Linked DNA regions of Rattus norvegicus: region 1 is linked to region 2. The links are chromatin contacts, called in public Hi-C maps. All regions are on one chromosome and are shown on one strand. The core of a region is the stretch at or near the end of the contact, and the rest is flanking DNA. Distances in the headings are between cores, read along the strand shown.

Region 1 (5,739 bases), core at 2,323-4,822, 130 kb after region 2:
TAGCAATACCCACTCACTGCCCATCTTCCAGGATGTCAAGGCCAAGGGCTTGGCTAGGTGTATGGATTAAGAGATGGCTATGCATCCTTGATGGGTAATGCTCCCTGGGCACTATCGGGCAGCCATCGTGCCCTGGCTGTCTGGAGTCCTCTTGCCTGACTTTTCTCTTCTCGACTGTGTTTTTTTTTTTTTTTTTCTTGTTCTGGCCCATACAGTTCTATCTCTGACTAGGTTCTTTCAGACAAAGACTGGGGCACAAAGAGCTGTGGGAGGATGTAGGGAACATCCTGTTTACTGATAATGTGGCTGCTAAGATCAGGCCATGATGAGAGAGAAGGAAGATAACCTGGGGAAAGCTGTTTCCGGTGGTTTGGGGGCTTACGATAGTGCACCTGAGGTTTCTGCAAGTCACAGAAGTTTCTAGACCTCCCTGGAAGCCATGCAGACAGTGGGAGTAAAAAGACCATGAAACCAAGGCCAGAGAGTCTGTCCCCAGTGTTCCACCGAGACAAAGGCTGAGGCATATGACATAATGGCAGACACAGGCCATTATCAGGGTCAGTTCAAACAGCCCGTGGGGGCTGAAAGAGATAGGGCTGCTCTTCCTGGCTTTCTTAGATGCCCACCTACTCATGAACATCCAAGAAGGGAAGGAGCTGCCACACTCATACCACTCAAACAGGGCAGATCTAAAGAATAGAGCAGCATTTACCTCGAGGTCAACGAGGGAGGAAGCTGTGTCTCTAGTGAGCGCTTTTTACATCCCAGAGTTTTAGTCCCCCCATCTCCCAGGAAAAGAGCCAGGCTTAGGATCGAACAGTATCGGGAAGCCCGGCTGCACTGCCTCTTTGATTTTGCACGTCCAGGGTCCTCTCAGTGGTTCTTTCTACTGCTGCATAGTTCCATCCGTGCCCCAGCACAGCCCAGACTCCTGGGGGCTCACAGTTCATTGTAGAAGATGGCGGTGCTCTCAGTAGCCCTTCACGGGCTCAGGGTCACGTGTGCAATGTTATCACACATTTGTCTCTGTAGTTGAACCCTGCTTGACTTTTTATCAACTTGATCTTATCACTTCAAGGCTTTGAGCTACTTCTGGGTCCACGCTGAGTTGCTTTGGACTGATTGGTCAGACATCCCAAGACTCTGCCTTCTACTGAGACTCTCCACCAACCAGGATAGGAGTCCAAGTTGCAAAGGTTCTCAGACATCAGCCTGGCCCCGGGGGGGGGGGGGGGGATGAGTTCTTCTAGTATTATGGGTACCTCTGTGCCACAGAGCAAGACACAAGGGGAGAAGGAGGTTTGGGGAGGGATCAGAAGTGATCTTGGACCACTGGAGCCAATGGGAATTTTCCAGAGGACTCTGGAGGTGGCTTTTGCGCTAATTCTTCGAGGTGACGAGAAACATCGGATCAGGGTATCATGACTTGCTCTGTTTCCTTGCTCTCACTGGGTTTGCCTGCAGCTACCCTAAAGTTCTTCACCTCATCCCATGTTCTCCACCTCACTCGACAGCCTGAGTTTTCTATGATCCTGTGTCAGGACTCTCCCCTCAGTCAGTGATCAGTCTGGTTGGTTCTCAAGGCCATCCTGGAGCCAGCCTTCTCCAACAAGAATCACCTGAAGTGGTTCCCCAGAGGAACCTCAAGATGCTACAAAGGATCAAGTGGCAAACACTCACTCCGGCCCTCTTGGTCACTCTTTGGCAATTCATGATCTCTGGGCACTTCGGGTTACCCTGCTGCTGTTCGTGTGTGTACCCTTTAATGACAGGGTGGATGCTGCTCGTGACATTGGAAGCCTTTTTCCTTTAGCTGGGAATGTCAGAATTCCTGAGATCTAAAGTTAGGGCCTACCGCCCACCCCTCAATGTTTAAGTACCAAGATGAGTGTGGGCAGGCATCGGTTGACAAACATTTAGGGCGGCCACCCCTATTTTTAGTCCAGATACTTATAGAAAGACACATGCCGACTAGCCCACAACTGGGAATCACACACCCTGATTCTGCCCAAATAAGGTGGCAGAGAATGTTAGCCCCCAGTGCGAGTGGACCCAACAGGTGGACAGCACAAAGAGGCCTGGATGCCAGGGATGGGCTTTTTGCGGGTCAGATTCCAACAGAGATGGGCAAGTCCAAACTGTGCCGTGGGCTCAGTCTTCTTGGCTCTCCTGAGGTGGCCCTGCCTTCTTCCGCTGGAAGGGAGGCTCGGCTACTTGATAGGGCCTTTACTCTTGTCTTTCCCCCCTTTTCAGTTCCAGCAAAGAACTTGGTCTTCATGCATGTTGAGTAAGTCCTCTACCCCTAGTTACCTACACCTCTAGTTCAAGAGCCATAAACTCTTACAGGAGCCATCTGCAGAGCGGGCCACAGGCTGCAGAGGCACAGAGAGGTTGCTGTGTTTGTGTCCTCATCAAATTTGTCTGAAGCTGCTTTAAACCCAAATGGGGTGTGGAGAGACAATTGAGTGCCTTGATGTACGTTCCTCTGAAAGAGAGCTCCTGTGTATAGGACGCCACCTATCCACACTTGAAGGCTATGTGGGCTCCTTCTCCGGAAAGTGCCAAGGTCTTAGGAAGTCCATCTAGAAGGCAGCAGCTGAAGTTATGCTCAACCTCATCACCCAGCTCATCAGGGACAGGGATGAGGGACAGTGCACATCTGTGCACATGCACGCATGCATGCACACACACGTGCACATGCATGTGCATGTGCACATGCCTGCATGTTGCAGCCAGGATCATGGGGTTAGAGGTAGCAGGTGACATTTGCCTCAGGGACAGCAGCCATGATATATCCATCCAGGTCCGGACTGCACAGGCTCTTAAGAGCCGGTTCCAGTACTTTGCTCTGTCTCATTACAAGAACTCCTACAAAACTTGTGGGCGGAAGCTCCTGCTGGGTTTGCTCGAACTTCCTCCTGGGGTCTCACACATCCCAGTGCAGGGCAAGGCATCCTGCAGTTCCATGACTCTGTTGGCAGACAAGCCCTGCTAGGGCTATCCATCCTCCAGCCTTTGCAGAGCTGGGGGATTGGTGAGGCTCTCTACAGCCCAAGAGGGACTCCCCCAGCTCGTGACCCTAGCAGGAGGCAGGTCGCCTGCTGGATGGATCCTTACCCAGGGGCTCATTAGAGAGCAGGGCTAGACCTCCCAGTGAGATAGCGAGAGCAGAGGAGCTAGGGCGGATAGGGAGGATTTTTCTCCCTGAGGAGGGGAAAGGCTGCCGCCGAGTGGCCAGAGGGCTGGCTAGCAGGAATTATTGCTCTAGTGCACAGCTCCACCCACTGACTAGGTTTGTCTCCATAAGATAATTCCCTCAGCGGGAAGGAAGGAAATCTCCTAAACTGGAAGATTCAGAGATTACTGGAATGCCTCAAGGCTTAGCGGGGATCCAAGCACAGTACAGAGAGGGTGGTGTCTCAGGGACCTGCAAAGGCTGAGCTGACCACAAGGCAGGAGTCCCAGCCTTGGGACCCAGAAGAAGGATCCCAGTGTTCAGGAAAACATGAACCTGGGTCGTATTGTTAACTAGGGCGGGACCTGGGGAGGCCTGGGCAGGGCTTGGGGCTCTGACGTTGGTTAGAGCTTCCTTCCATGCTCTCTTCCCTCTTCCCCAGTGGTCTGAGCTGCAGTGACAGCCTCTGGGTTGCCGGGTTTTGCTCCTGGCTCTGCATACAGGCCTCTGGCTTTCTCATCTGTGTCCTCATTTCCCTGTCAGTGCCATCTGTGTTCATAACAAATGTTCCCATTAAGAGCAACGCTCACCAAGCCGAGGACCCAAAGAGGAGACCTGGGAAGTTGATGATTGGGGGTTAAAAGCAGGCTGACCCCTAGGGACCTGGCCTCCCTAGAGGATGCCGTTCATGGTCCCTGCCTTCTGTCCACTACAAACAGAAAGAGGTGTATCTGTCAGCAAAGAGTTTGGTCCAAGGGGAGAATGGGACACATTTCTGAGGTTGGAATGTCAGCCAGAAATCCTGCTCTCACCCGTAGCCCGTGAGTGCAGTTCTGGGTCTTTCCTAGGTCCACAAGTGGTTCAGTGTAGCTGCAGCAGCAGGCTTAATGTAAAGAAATGTCAGTGCAATGGAGCTTATTGGGGGTTTCATCCAATAGAGAAAATCAAGGTCATTGTGTGTGTGTGTGTGTGTGTGTGTGTGTGTGTGTACGCATGTGAACAGGTGCACATTGTGTGGGTAGATTTCTGTAGGAAAGAGATATCTGTATGTTTCCAAAAGGAACTGTAGTCCAAACAAGGCTGTGAGATTTGCTTCAGAATCTCCAGGATTCACTTGCTTGTCAAGTGTCTCAGATAAAACTTCCAAACTAGGGGCTGAGGAGATAAATGATCAGTGGCTAACATCACTTGTTGCTCTGCTAGAGGACCTAAATTTAGTTCTCGGCACCAAATCCAGGCAGCTTATAGCTGCCTGTACTCATAACTCCAGGAGGACTGATATTTCTACTAGTCTCCTTAGTCATGTGGACTTACACATGCATGAAGACACCTGTGTATACACACAATTAGAAGTGAAACCAGTCTGTAAAAATAAATCCTGAACTGTTACAATGACTCCACTCCCCACCAAACATAGAAACCAGCTGACCTGTAAGAGTCCACGATTTGCTGAAGAATGATACCCGGGACCCAAATAGTATGTAAACTCAAAGAACATTTTATTCTGCTGAGGTCCAGCATGCTGGGGTCTACCATCTATAAAGATGGAGAGACCCCAAAGTGAGCTCATAGACCTGACTTAAAGCATATTAGGGGTATTCTGGGGAGGGGTAGGTGAACTCTGTAGGATTAATGGTGGGGCCCCATGTCTGCTCCACCATAGGGCTCAAGACACTCAGGGAAGCAGGATGTTGGAAGTTGACTGTGCTTACCGGACAGGTGTTGTGCTGTGGGGAAGCCTCTGGACACCGCTCCACGGGTGGGGAAGCACAGTCTGTGGCACAGGACACAGCCAGAGTTGGCTCGGGGGTCCCTGGGCTTGCAAGGAGGGGAGGCAGCCTGGTTCTCAGGCTCTTGGGCAGGCCCGAGGGACTGGATCCTGGGGCTGAGGTGGGGAAGAGGGGGAGCTTTGGTTGGTCCTGCCTGGTCCTGTCTTTGGCTTGACTACAGTAGGCTTGAGCTTGGCTGTCGCTGCTAGGAGTGCAAGGAGGCTTTCTTTAGGAGATTAGATGGCTCTGTAGGTGAAGGCCTTCTCTATGGCTCCCCATAGTGGATTCCGATGAAAAGAGGCAGTTCATGGTTTCAAGACATTTATTGTCATGGCAGAAAGTGGATGAGTAAAACTATACCTCCCTTCTCAGAGTGGGCCTGAGATTAAATACCTTTTGCAGGGAGGAGAGGCTGGGAAGGGAAAGTCCTTGGCTAAGCCTCCAGGCCTTTAGGTACCTCATTATAATGGAGATCTGTCTTCAGACTACATCACTTGTGGTCACATCCTCTACCTGTAGAGGGGTATGGAGCGTTATCCTTATGTGACTGATGGCCACAAATCTATGGAGGGCTGCAGCTATGACTGGCCTGGTTTCCCGGTAGTCAGGTAGGCCTCCTTCAGGGGCTCAAGTGTCCTCGACTGGAAACCAGGGTGCCTTTCACAGTCCCACAGACCTCTATCTTAATCTTGGCTCTATCTCTAGAGACATTCCAGAACCATCGCTGGTCCCTGGGGGTTGGGAATTCTTGCTTCTGAGGCCTGAACTTGCTGGGCTTGCCTGGGCTTGCCCAGT
Region 2 (6,017 bases), core at 755-3,254:
CTTGGTGTCACAGCAGGGCTCAGTTACCAAGACAGGCTGTGACTGGAGGAGTAAGCTATTTCAGAACACGGGGCTTCCCCCTGCTAGTCCGGGTCAAGAGCAGAGAGGCAGGAAGCACAGAGGCTCACTGAGAAAAGGTCCACCGCCAAAGAGATGGGCTCTTCCTCTGAGGCAGGAGGCTGCCTTTCCTGTTGCCTTCTCACAGCTCCAGCTGCCTGGTGTCCTGGTAGACTCTGATGGTTCTGCCTTGGGCCAGCTAGCATTTTATCAGGCCACTTCCTCTTTAATGTGAGCATTTGCTCCGGTCCCTACCAGCCTCTGGTCATCCAAACAAGCAGGCGCTCTTGCTCTCAGCTCAGAGACCTAGAGGCAGACACAGGATGGACTCGGGTCACCCGGCTATTTATAAACTCCGAAATAAGCACAATCTACTCTGGTCGGCTGCTCCACACAACTGGTGCCTCTAAGGCTAAGGTAACCCTCAACCCCACAGGGCAAAACTAAACACTTCCGGTGTGATCTACAAGTGACAAGCAGGCCTAGGGGAGGAGACTTCAGAGTCCGGGTGCTGCTGGCCATGACAGGCCTGTCCCAAGATTTTCCTTTTTTCTTTCTTTCTTAATCTTGTTTTTAAATTTTAATCCTTTGACCATGCATAATATATTTTGATTAGTTCTGCACTCACTACACCAGCTTGCTCCTCTTCCCTCCCTGCTGACCCTTTTCCGACAACATCATGCCTCACATTTCTCACTTTCATGTCCTTTTGCGTGTTCGTTTTGACTTTAATCAGGCCCGCTTGTGCGAACTGTGTTGCTGCTGTGGGTGTATGTGGATTAAAACTCTACCCGGCTCTGAGGGCACGTGCCCCACAAGTAGTCAACAACATTGTTCTGCAAAAGACCACACAGTTGATTTCATTCTTGCACTGTGCATGCTCCGGGCAGGTGTGTAAAAGCAGCCAGCCTGTATGCAAATGAATGTGCTGGGCTGGGTGCCAATGGAGTTTTATTTACAAATCCAGGCTCCCAGTCACAGGGCACCACTGTCCCCAAACACTGGAGAAGCAGACGTGGTTTGACATGCACATCTGATTCCTATATTTATAGAGGTATTTTTAAAGTGCCAAATAATATTTCTCAATTCTATGAAACTTTCATATATTCCTATTCATAAGTGTCCTTATCACTTACCAATCCTTCTCCATCCGGAAAGAAAGGATGGCTTTCCATCGGGCCAGTCTGACTTGTAGGGATCTGGCTAGGCTCCCCGGGGTTCACGAGGACAGGCAGTCTGCTGAGGGCTTTGTGTTGGAGACCCACGTGTTTTCAAAGCCCGTAAGTCAGAATGGCAGAAAGTGTCCCCATGGCCAGCGCCTCTCTCTGTGGTAGCCGAGTGACAAAGGAATCACCCCCCTTCAATTCTGTTGTAAAACCCAGGGACCCTGGTGGTCCCATTTGGCACCGAAAGGGTCAGACACCCACAAACATGTGCTCACTCTGCCCTGTAGGAGCCGAGTACTCTGACAGGTCCGTGGGAGGACAAAGTCACACACGTATGCTCTAAATCTTCTGTTCATGGCCCACAGGACACGCTCGACCTCTAAGACCCCAAGCGTTCAGTGTGCCCTTACCCCGAAGACACCAGGCTGCACACTTTCACACTTAGACCCCTCCCAGAGCTGACACCCTGCTACCGTTGGCTTGAGACTCCCTCAACTGTGTTAACTGTACCTTCTGTTCTTTCCGTGCAAGTGTCCCAGCTGCTGGTTCCACAGGCCTTCCCAGGATCCGGAGGGTGCACAGCTCTGCCCAGTTGCCCAAACTTCTTCCCCCTCAGCCAGGCTGCCCAGAGAGGAGAGGAAAGAGGATTCAGCACTCAGATTGCCCGAGCCTCACCAGGCTACCTACTTGAGTAAAAATCAGTGGCCAAAAGCTGCTAGACATGGAAGTCTCAGAAGCTTACCCAAGCAGAGACTGGCCCGGGGAAACCAAACGGTGCTCTTAGTGGGGAAGAGGCAAACAGTCAGCTAGCTCTGCAGTTAACACCCGCGTGGTGTCAAGTAACAGTCAGATTAAACAAACAGCCCCAGAGGCTATTTTTACATCCAGATCAGCCACGAGTAATAGATAACTTGGGGAGTGAAAATTGTTTGCTGATTAGCTGGACCCTCACCACGATTCGAGCCTCAGTTCAGAGTGATTTCCTAGGCTATCCCAGAACCTAGATTCGAATAAAAATATCTCAAGATGGGAAGGAAAACATTTGTCTTAAGAAACGCTAGGAACATGATAGCATACGCCTTGGAGCCAGTGCTGGAGGCCTGCTGATGTCCCAGAGCAGAAATAGCCTGTTTCATCATCGGCTCTGGACAACCACAGCCTGCATTCCTCGAGTAAGGAGCTATACTGTGCCATGCTTTTGGAGCAAGATAATTTGCCAGCCACAGGCTGGGGAAGGCTGATCTTTTCAAGGAGAGAGGTGCAGAAGGATGTGAAATAATCAGGGAAGATTCGAGGTAAGTGTCCACTCGACAACTTGGCCCTGTTGTTTGCAAAACCTCAGCACCAAATGACAAACCTTTTCTGTCAGCCCAGGGCTTCCCTCTCCTTCTCTGGGAAGGACTTCTGCTTCCTCCCCCAAAGTCCCAAGATAAGTTCACACCTGCCTTCTCTATAGCTGCTTCCTAGGTTGGCCTGGGGGTCATCTTCCCTACCTCTATATGGCCCTCAATCACCTTCTTCTTCTTCTCAGCCTGTGCTGTGCTAGCTCCCAATTGCTCTCCTCACCTTCCTCAAGCTGGTCCCATGAAAGCTCCCTTACTGTCAAGATTCAATGCAAGAATGTCTTCTCTTGTGACTAAAGACCCCCTTTGTGCTCCCTTGGTCTGTGGCTCGAATGATTAAAGTTACCTAGTCCTGTCAGATACAGGGCTCCTCAACGCCCTAGGGATAGCCCTGCAGAGTACTATACTTCTGGGTCTATTTGTGAACTGACTTTGTGGGCACCTCAAGGGCAGCCACCTCTGTCCTATCCTTGAACCTCAGTCTGTGAACATCAGACCTTGAGGTGGGCACAGCTATACTTTCCTGGCTCTGCACACAGAGATGGTTTGAAGAAGACCCAGAATGAATCTTCTAGCATTATCCATCCCAGCCAAGATATCTTGGTACCAACTTGAAATTGGAATGAGAACATTACAGAGGCTCAGGCAACCTTGATTCCATTAGCTAATGACAGCCAAACACTCTTCCTAGCTAAGCTTCAATTTAACCTATGTATAAACTGGAACGAATACCTGTTGCTCTGTGGGGGTTAAAGGTCAAAGGAATTCAGATATATACAAGATTGTATATTGATAAGATCCCCAAGTATCAGCAATGTTTTTACTATTTTTTTGCGATTTTTGTGACATTTGTTAATTCCCTTTATATAAAACTTAGTCCAACTTGCTTTTAAAAAAAAATAGAGCTTTCTATTAAGCAATGCCAAAGACAACCATAGATTTGATATTTTAGTGATCTTTTCCCCCATTACACATACAAGCAAATTCATAGTCCCTTGCCTTCTGTACACGGCCAGCGTCACTCCATCCCAACATTAGACGACACCAATCGCTAAACCTCACATCTGTGGAATTTGCCTTGGTTGAGTGAGCAACGAGAGCTGGAGCATTCGGCGAAGCCTCTGACTTCCCAGCTCTCGTCCCTGCCCTCCTCTGTCAGAGTCGCTCTTAATGCCTCACAGGTGGCCAGCATGACGTCATGTCTGGTCTGGGATCACAGAAACAGTGACCTGCGCTCCGAGGCAAGAGCTGATACTGTTTACTTGACGTGGCTGACTGACAAGAGACCAGGAGAACCTTCAGGGGGGGTGGGCAGGAGCGATGAGCAGCTTTGTCAACAAAGCTGGGAGAGAAAAATGGGGCGTCCATCTAGCAAGAACCTCTGAGCAAGCTAACCAGACCACAGCGACCACCCCAGAATCCACCTGCCCCAGGAAAAGCTTCCACAAGCCATGGATCCCACATCCGTATTAGTTTCCATGGGCACACACACGCTGAACATCCTTAGCAAAGACAACAGTTGGGCTTTGGACCAAGAACACAGGGTCTGCATAGCCCAGAGCTGGCATGGTTCCTGGGGTCTGGCCAAGGAGAAGTGACCACTGCCTTCCAGCCCAGGAGCCATGAGCTTCGTGGAAAGAATGTGAATGAAGACACCATTCTAAATGTAGACTCACGGGTGCTATGTGAGCCACCCTGCTTTGAATGGTCAGGAAAAACAAGGCTCACTTCTCGGTTCAACAGGAACATAAATAAAGTTGTCCTCAGGCAGTGTGTAACCATGTTCCATTCCTGCAGGGACAGCTCACAGCAGGGCCAGAGTATCCGTTTAATGGTGGGAGCAAAAAAAAATGGCCGCACTGTGGCCCCAATGCACGTGATCACTGGCTTCCTCTTACAGTGACTTCAGTCTGCGCTGCGTCTGTGTTAAGGAGACATGGTTTAAAAGCTGAGAGCAAGGGCAGGGCACAATGGCTTCTATAGCTGGTTTCTGGCTCTGGTTCTTTGAAACTCACATCCCTGCAAAGATTATGAGGTAATGCACCTGATTCTTCTACCCTTGTGGCCTGGACATGGGTTTTATTATTATTTTTTCCAGCACCAAGATTTCTTTGGGAATCATTTCTATCAGTGTCTTTGGGAGCCTGGCGCATCTTCCTGGCTTGATAATAAAATGAAAAAGCTAACCAGTACACACTGAACTCTTACACTGTACCTCCTACCAGTCAATGTCCTTACAGTAGTGAGCTACACACTACACACCCTTGATTCTAGCCTTTTGCTCCATCAGAGCTTTAGAAGTCAGAGGGAAGAAAAACACTTCCACTGCCCCTAGTAAACTATTTCTACTAGCTGGGCCATACCCACTAAAGGCTCCATAGCCTTCAGAGTCATTCCACAGCTGGGCTTGCTGGGGTAAGCCTGGAAGGCTTAGGCAATAGGTTCACGAGTTTAAGACCTGCTTCTGTGATGGAATGAGTTCAAGGCTAGCCTGGGCAACTTGGTGAGATACTGTCTCAAAATTAAGACAAAGAATAAATTAAAGGAAGGCTGGTGATTTAGTTTAGTGAACGTGCCTAGCATGTACGAGGCTCAAGGTTCAATCCTTAGCACAGGAGTAGGGGCAGCATTGAGACGTACCAAACAGCTAGGGTAGAATGCTCAAAACATGAGCCTATGTGGCACGTCTCAGATCAAAACCACAATGCCCTTTTGGGAATATGAGATCTGTGTGCACACAGAGGATGCTGACTGCTTATGCTGGTTCAGTGTCTGACACCAAGGGCTGAACTTAAAAGGAGTGTTCTATTAGTAGCTTACAGTCTGGATACAGTTCACAGACCCAGGTGGCTGAGGACACTTCCATGAGGCTGCTGCTCTTCCTGTCTGGATACAGTCGGGACATGTCCTAGCTGATGGAGTGAAATCTTGGCTTAAGGGTGAGATAGCCCCCTGAGGCTTAACCTCCAGGGTTCCTTGGTAAGGGCTTCATCACAATGGAAGAATGTGAAATGTGTGTGTGCGTGCGTGAGAGAGAGAGAGAGAGAGAGAGAGAGAGAGAGAGAGAGAGAGAGAGAGAGAGAGAGAGGCTTAGTAATCCCATGATACACAAACACTTCAATCACGTCCTGTATCGATCACATGTTGGGATGATAGTATAAATAACTTACAATGGTCCTGCTTGAGATTTTCCGCTTTATGTCTCTGATAAAGTGGCATGTGTCTGGTGGTCAGCCTCACAATATGAACCCTAATCGTTCCCAGGCTGGCAGTATCTGGTGGGCAGAGACAAGAAGCTACACCGCTCAGCCACCTCGAAGGGGGCAACTCACCTGACGTGTGCTCTGCCAGGTTGGCTGTTTTGCATCTGATGTTCTTCAACTGAGAATTTCAACTGAGCACGCGCTTGTTGGATCACAATCTCATGGTAAATTGGGGTAACACGATATGT

The links. A called contact is a pair of places that touch in the nucleus more often than the background predicts.
Region 1: a Hi-C map of the A7r5 cell line shows a contact between it and region 2, with 2.2 times the contacts expected there. The contact joins the enhancer-like site here to the promoter of C16h10orf71 in region 2. A contact is called at or near these places in 2 of 12 Hi-C or Micro-C datasets (the A7r5 cell line and psoas muscle).

What each region holds. Positions count from the first base shown.
Region 1 is chr16:8,067,944-8,073,682 of GRCr8, forward strand. The region is part of intron 1 of Tmem273 (transmembrane protein 273); the gene reads left to right. Among named protein-coding and RNA genes, the nearest start is that of Tmem273, 15 kb to the left of the region's middle. Within about 2 kb of position 3,573, at least 9 of the 93 cell types and tissues checked have an H3K27ac peak or open chromatin away from gene starts, as enhancers often do. A contact at or near this core is called in the A7r5 cell line, where this site is marked.
Region 2 is chr16:7,942,552-7,948,568 of GRCr8, forward strand. C16h10orf71 (similar to human chromosome 10 open reading frame 71) reads right to left here and starts at 2,005. Exons shown (of 5, transcript NM_001419656.1): 1 at 1,734-2,005. It overlaps LOC102547142 (a long non-coding RNA gene), which reads left to right and starts at 2,323. Exons shown (of 4, transcript XR_005494704.2): 1 at 2,323-2,518; 2 at 5,831-5,993.